Linked DNA regions of Zea mays: region 2 is linked to region 1. A link is a contact called in public Hi-C data. All regions are on one chromosome and are shown on one strand. Each heading gives the region's core, a stretch centred on a gene start, on an enhancer-like site or on the middle of the called end of the contact. The rest is flanking DNA. Distances are from core to core; before and after follow the strand shown. Region 1 holds the start of LOC103654541 (serine/arginine repetitive matrix protein 1). Region 2 has its middle 94 kb from the start of LOC100276990.

Region 1 (3,057 bases), core at 301-2,800:
GCGCTGCAGACGGAGATTGGAAGGGAAAGGTAGATTGGAAGGGAAAGGGAAAGTGATGACGACAGACGTAGGACCAGATCAGTTAGATTAGATTGAATAAAACTTTTGGGTCCGAGATGGACGCGTGGTGATGTGGGTGTCCCGCCGTACGCACCAAACGCGGAGCAAGCTCCAAACCCGAGCGCCTTTTAACAAGAAGTAATTATGTAGTTCAACTAATAAACCACCAATACAATATTATATAGAAAAAACATTGTCACGAGTGACAAATTATATAAAATAATCTTATTTCCGAGGGCATAATAATTACCCTCGGAAATTAAAAGTTTAAATTATCTAAGCACCACTAAATAACCTAAAACAAGCTAATTTAATTACATAATCAAATTCCGGTCGTCGAAAATAACAAACTAAACAATATTTAACATACAAATCATTTAATACTAAAAATGACTACTAGCAAACAATCAATGCATCTACAAAATTATACTACAAAATAAAAATACTCACTTAGCCGATGGCGAGATTGGCGTGGCCGATGTCGGGCGTGGGAGCCAACGAGGCGGTGGGGGCGGAGCGAGCGTCGGTGGGCGCCGGGAGGGTGCCGGTGGCTCTAGCGGCTTTGTCGAGGCTGGCTCCAGCCCAGCGTGGCGGCGGCGCCGCAATTGAAACGGTGGCAGCTGGTATGAAGTGATGCTTGTGCGAAATGAAACAGTGCGATCGGGCGTCGGCGGGCTTAAAATCTCTTATATCTGACGGCTTGTCTGACAGCCGTCGAACATAAGATTATCTCGGCTTGTCTGACAACCGTCGAACGTATGACTTTATGCCTCATGGATGTGGAAAGCTATCAAAGATAACCTTATATCCGGTGGTCACCAAAGAAGCCATCGGATATAAGCTTTCTGTCGGAGATTTCTTATTTTGTTGTTGTAACACCTGCATCCAATCTGCGTAACATTACCAATATTCACCCGATCGAGTACAAAACTTGTGGGTATATATATATATTTTTGGCTCCAACGGCTATCCCTAAGTAGATATATACAAACACCAGCGTCATATCATATGGCTAATAAAGTGGTACGTAATATCATTGTCTTGAACTTCTTCTGCCAAACAGAGTGGATATATACAAACATCAGCTTCATTTTTTACATGCCTAATAAAGTGGCATGTATTACTAATTTTTTGTCTCAAACTTATCAAGCAAGCGGCACAAGTACGTTACCAGTAAGTTGCTCACACATTTGCCGCAAACACGTAAACGTTATCGCCAGAGACATGCCGCACGCCCCCATTACGCTAACAGGCGGTCACGCACGCACCCACCCACCCAAAGCTTAGCTGTAAAAAGCCGAACGAGCCAGCGAACCCATGCACGCACGCACCACGGCACGAGCTCCACTGACACACCTTTAAACAAGCCGCCGAAAAAAACCACAAAAATAAGGGAAAAAGGTGCCTGACACCGGGGCCAGCGCGTCATCGTCAGAACGGCCAGCTATGCCGTCGACGACGCCCCGGCTCCCTAGGCAGGCGGCAACTTCTCGCCTCCCCGCCCGCTCGTATCGTACCCCGACGCGTCGACGACGAGATACAGTGGCACTCCGAAATTTACACAACTTGTGTCGGGGTAGTATCGTCATTCGGAGCTCCCCCGCCACCGCTTTAAATTGCTCCCAAAAGCGGGAGCCGAACAGAGCGACCCACCCAGAGCGCGCGGCAGCAGAGGAAGGCGAGACGCGAGAGGAGTTGCAAGATGGTGGCGATGGGCGTGGACGAGGACGAAGAGCGGCGGATGGACGAGCGGCCCATGCACCAGGGCTGCATGGCGGGGTTCCTCCACCTGTTCGACCGACCCCAGATCCTCTCCGGCCGCCGCCTCCACAGCTCGCAGCGCCGACTCACGTCGGTTTCCAGTGTACGCGCGCGCTCTCGCCCCTGTCAAGCACTGCCCCAAGGTTATCCAGTCTTGGTTTTGACCATCGTGCTGTCTTTTTTTTCCTTGCCTGTGTGTTCAGGGCTCCGCGACTCCGTCCGAGCGGTCGATGCCGCTGGACCGGGCGCCGTCGTCGCCGGACACGACGCCGCCGGCCGCGCCGCGGCCGTCGCTGCAGCTTTCGCCGCTGGACCTCAAGGAGGGAGGCGTTGGCGGTGGATTCGGAGCACCGCAGGCGTGGAGGCTGCCGCGGCTGTCGCTGGACAGCCGCGCGGTGGTCGACGCCAGGGGCAAGCTGCGGCCGCGCGAGATCCGGACGTCGGCCGCCGCAGGCGCGCCGCCGTCCCCGTCCGCGGGGTGCGCGGACGAGCGCAGGTCCCCGAGCGTCGTCGCGCGGCTCATGGGCCTCGACGCGCTGCCGCACGGTCTGGGCCAGGCGTCCGCCGAGTCCGGGCAGCACGGCGGCGGCGGCGCCAGCCCGGCCGCGCTCCGGCGGTCCGCGTCCGAGCGCGTGCCAAGGGACCCGGCGCAGTTCCGCTTCGTCGACCCGTCCTTCTTCGAGAGGCCGGCGTCGCCGCTGCCGTCGCCGCCGGTGGCCGAGGAGGTGGCGGTGCGGCGGGCGCCGGATCCGGCGGCCGTCCCGCGCGCGCTGCAGAGGCGCAGCCGCTTCGACGCGCACTATGAGGTGTTCCCGGAGCCGGCGAAGCGCGCGGACCCGGCGTCCGGCGCCGCCGCCCACGGCGAGATCGCGCTGTACGGCGAGATCGAGCGTCGCCTCCGCAAGCGCGGCATCGCGGAGCCTGCCAGGGACCTCGAGACGCTGAAGCAGATACTTGAGGCGCTGCAGCTCAAGGGCCTCCTCCACCACACCGCTCCGGTGCCCGCGCAGGCGCGCACCACGCCGCCACCCATCGTCGTCATGCGCCCGTCCAGTCGCGCGCAGCCGCAGATGCCACCGCCGGCGCGCCTGACGCCCGCGCGGCGGCTCCGCGTGGACGTCGACCGCGCGCGCCGCCCCCGGTCGCCGGACCCGTCGCCATCCCCCGCCCGTAGCCCGGCGTCCCCCGCTCGGCGTGGCTCGCTGTCCCCCCAGCGCCGTGTCTCGCCTTCGCAGT
Region 2 (3,057 bases), core at 158-2,657, 340 kb before region 1:
TTCCTACTCGGTCGATTCGGTGTTTACATTGATTTTAGACAATTTTGACTAAAGTGGTTCTCATATAACGAGTTAAAAAGTTAGACGTTTGATAATCTACATCAACTTTTGATAACTAGAAGCTGAAAAAAACTGAAACAAACAAGTCCATAATCTGTGAGATGTCTAGGCTCTTGCTGCCTGGTCTAGCTGGTGGTCAAATATGCAAATATGTTCGTTTCGTTTCTCGCACGAAATGTGTTCTCCTTTTTTCCCACTCGTCATACAATACAACTCAATGGGCCGCTACTGTGCTTCTTGGGCCTCGTCTGTACGAATGAATGTGTCATAGTAGTAGATGGAGCCCAACATAATTTGCTGCTGGCATGATGATAATACGACAAGGGAAGAGAGGTTTCCAGCGAAAAGAAATGTACTGAATTTTTTTGGTAATCTTGGGACCAAGCATTATTGTATTAATATTCCATCCCAACATGCCCAAGCAAGCAATCCTGAGCATATATTGGGCCTCAAAGTATTGGCTCATCCTCTCACGTGTCAAACACTACTCCAGGCATCTTGGCACTCACAGCAGCGTCGTGCCTAGAGATGGCAACGGGTACAAACCCGTCGGGTTTTGCTATCCCAAACCCGTACCCGTAAAAAATATTTACGTCCATTAAAAAACCCGTACCCATGACGGGTTTGAAATTTTGCCCAAACCCGTACCCATCGGGTTAGCGGGTACCCACGGGTTACCCGCGGGTTTTATCTCCAATATGTTTATTCTTTTTATAATCAATAAGTATTGTAATGATTAATGAGATCATGGTCCAAAATTTATGTAATGAACAATGAGTTCATGATTTGGTATAAAAATATTAATAGAGAGAATTAAATACAAATAATAAGTTGTATAATCAAGTTACCTTGCACTAGGTTATACATCCACCACATATATAACACTAGTAATAACTATAATAGCAAGAAAGCAACACTCTCACCAACTACTTATACATTCACTATTTGATAAAAATTAGGAAGTAAATAGGTAGATAACAAGTTTGTTGTTCGTTTATAAAATAAAATGACAATATGCACTATGTTTGTCGGGTTTAAAAAACCCACGGGTTCACGGGTTTGGGTACTATAGGAACAAACCCGTACTCATAAACCCGTCGGGTATACATTTATGCCCATTAACAAACCCATGGGTATGAAAATTGACCCAAACCTGTACCCTAATGGGGTAAAAACCCATCGGGTTTCGGGTTTCGGGTACCCATTGTCATCTCTAGTCGTGCCATCCAGGCATCTTGGCACTCGCAGCAGCGTCGTGCCATGGAGACTTTCAGCGTCACGGTCTGGCACGTGCCGTTCCATGGCCACATCACAGATGGATATGGATGGATCGGTCGCACGCAAGACAGTCCATGTGAGGCTAGCTGCGGCCCCATGCTGCTGATGCTTGCTGGCAGGCAAGCACCTCACACCTCCCATCCGATCATTTTGTTGTGTAGTGCCTTCTCCCTTCCTTTTTTTAAGGATGTGTTTGATTAAGCAGTGAAGTAGAATAAATCAACTTCATTCTAGTTTTTTAAATATTTGTTTTTTTTTAAAAAAAAGAGTGGAACGGCTTCTAATATCTTTATATAAAATTTACCATAAAAAGTTGGAATGCTCCCGCTCCACCAAAATGATCGGATACGAGTACTCTCCTCTCTTTTTACTCTCTATATTTATATGCCCTCTAACTAAACAAAGAACGAAGCGAATCTGCTCTATTCTATTCTTCAACCAAACAAAAAATAAAGTGACTTTGTTCTGCTTGCCAAACGAAGAATTGAACGACTTCATTCTAAAAAACTAGAATGGAACCGCTCAATCCTAATTGACTCTCCAACTAAACATATGTCTTGATGGTCCAAAAGAGACATAGACTGCTCTTACAACCTCCTCAAAATATTTTTTTTGATTTTTTCTGCTTCACGCAATAATCCCATAGCAAAATGTTAACATCCACATTGACAAGGTGAATCCAATGTGAGTGGCATGACTCAAATTTCATGGCGAAAGAGAGAGAACACACCATCTGCCATATATATCTTTGAACCGGCAGTGTCATTTTGTGCCGTCGTATGATGGCATGCATGCATTGCTTGTTGTTGGTAAAACACATCGACGCTAAAATGATTTTTGAAGCCTTGCTCCGCTTCTTGTGTTCAGTATGGAATATAATATAGTTACCATGGTTCATGTGGACGTCGTGAAGAAAGCTCATGCAAATGAAGTGTCACATTCGTGCAAAGAAGCAAGGCACTCCTACGTACTTAGATGGTACATCATGTATATATTGCAGACTCGCACATCTATAGTGACTAGTGAGAGCTTCAGTTTGATGATGCCCAGATATTGATCAATTGAGATATTAGAAGAAACCAAATCAAATTAGTTCATAACTTGGATATTATGTAACACTTCAAATGTGGCTAATTTTTTTATGCTATCTCCATTTCATTTGCATATTTATTTGTTATCGACTCACAACACGTGATTGTTGTTAGAAATATAAATAAGAGTCATCGGAATATCCTAGATCTAATTCAATAAGGACTTTTCTTGTACTCCAAATCTACATATATGTAAATTAATTAATAGGTGGTCGAGGTGGAGGCGCTCGTGGGTAAGCTAGATGCGATCGGCTGCAACAGACAACCTGCGATGGACGGGGTCTATAGGTGATCAAGCGGGTACGATCAAGTGTCAACGTCCTGGTCTAGAAAGGCAAGCCACATCCGACTCCACCAAGTGCATAGATCAACTCCAACAATATTAACTACACCATCTATATCGATAACCTTGTTCACCATTAGCCTACGTTTATCATCACCGATGATCTTCATCAACATCATGAGCAGCGAGACCAAATGCAACATATCATAAGGGGTATGCATAATGATTATAAAAGACTAGTACGTACTTTTGATAAATCTACTATTACAAATTTTCCTTCGCATGAGGTTGAATTGGGGGAAAACACACGTGATTCATCGACTACATGTTGTCACGACCAGTCAC

The links. A called contact is a pair of places that touch in the nucleus more often than the background predicts.
Region 2: a Hi-C map of ear shows a contact between it and region 1, with 2.1 times the contacts expected there. The contact joins the enhancer-like site here to the promoter of LOC103654541 in region 1. A contact is called at or near these places in 2 of 25 Hi-C or Micro-C datasets (ear and tassel).

What each region holds. Positions count from the first base shown.
Region 1 is chr4:208,910,290-208,913,346 of Zm-B73-REFERENCE-NAM-5.0, reverse strand. LOC103654541 (serine/arginine repetitive matrix protein 1) reads left to right here and starts at 1,550. Exons shown (of 3, transcript XM_008681377.4): 1 at 1,550-1,924; 2 at 2,025-3,057. The coding sequence starts at 1,763.
Region 2 is chr4:209,246,046-209,249,102 of Zm-B73-REFERENCE-NAM-5.0, reverse strand. No RefSeq gene overlaps it. Among protein-coding and RNA genes, the nearest start is that of LOC100276990, 94 kb to the left of the region's middle. Within about 2 kb of position 1,407, at least 16 of the 20 cell types and tissues checked have an H3K27ac peak or open chromatin away from gene starts, as enhancers often do. A contact at or near this core is called in ear and tassel, where this site is marked.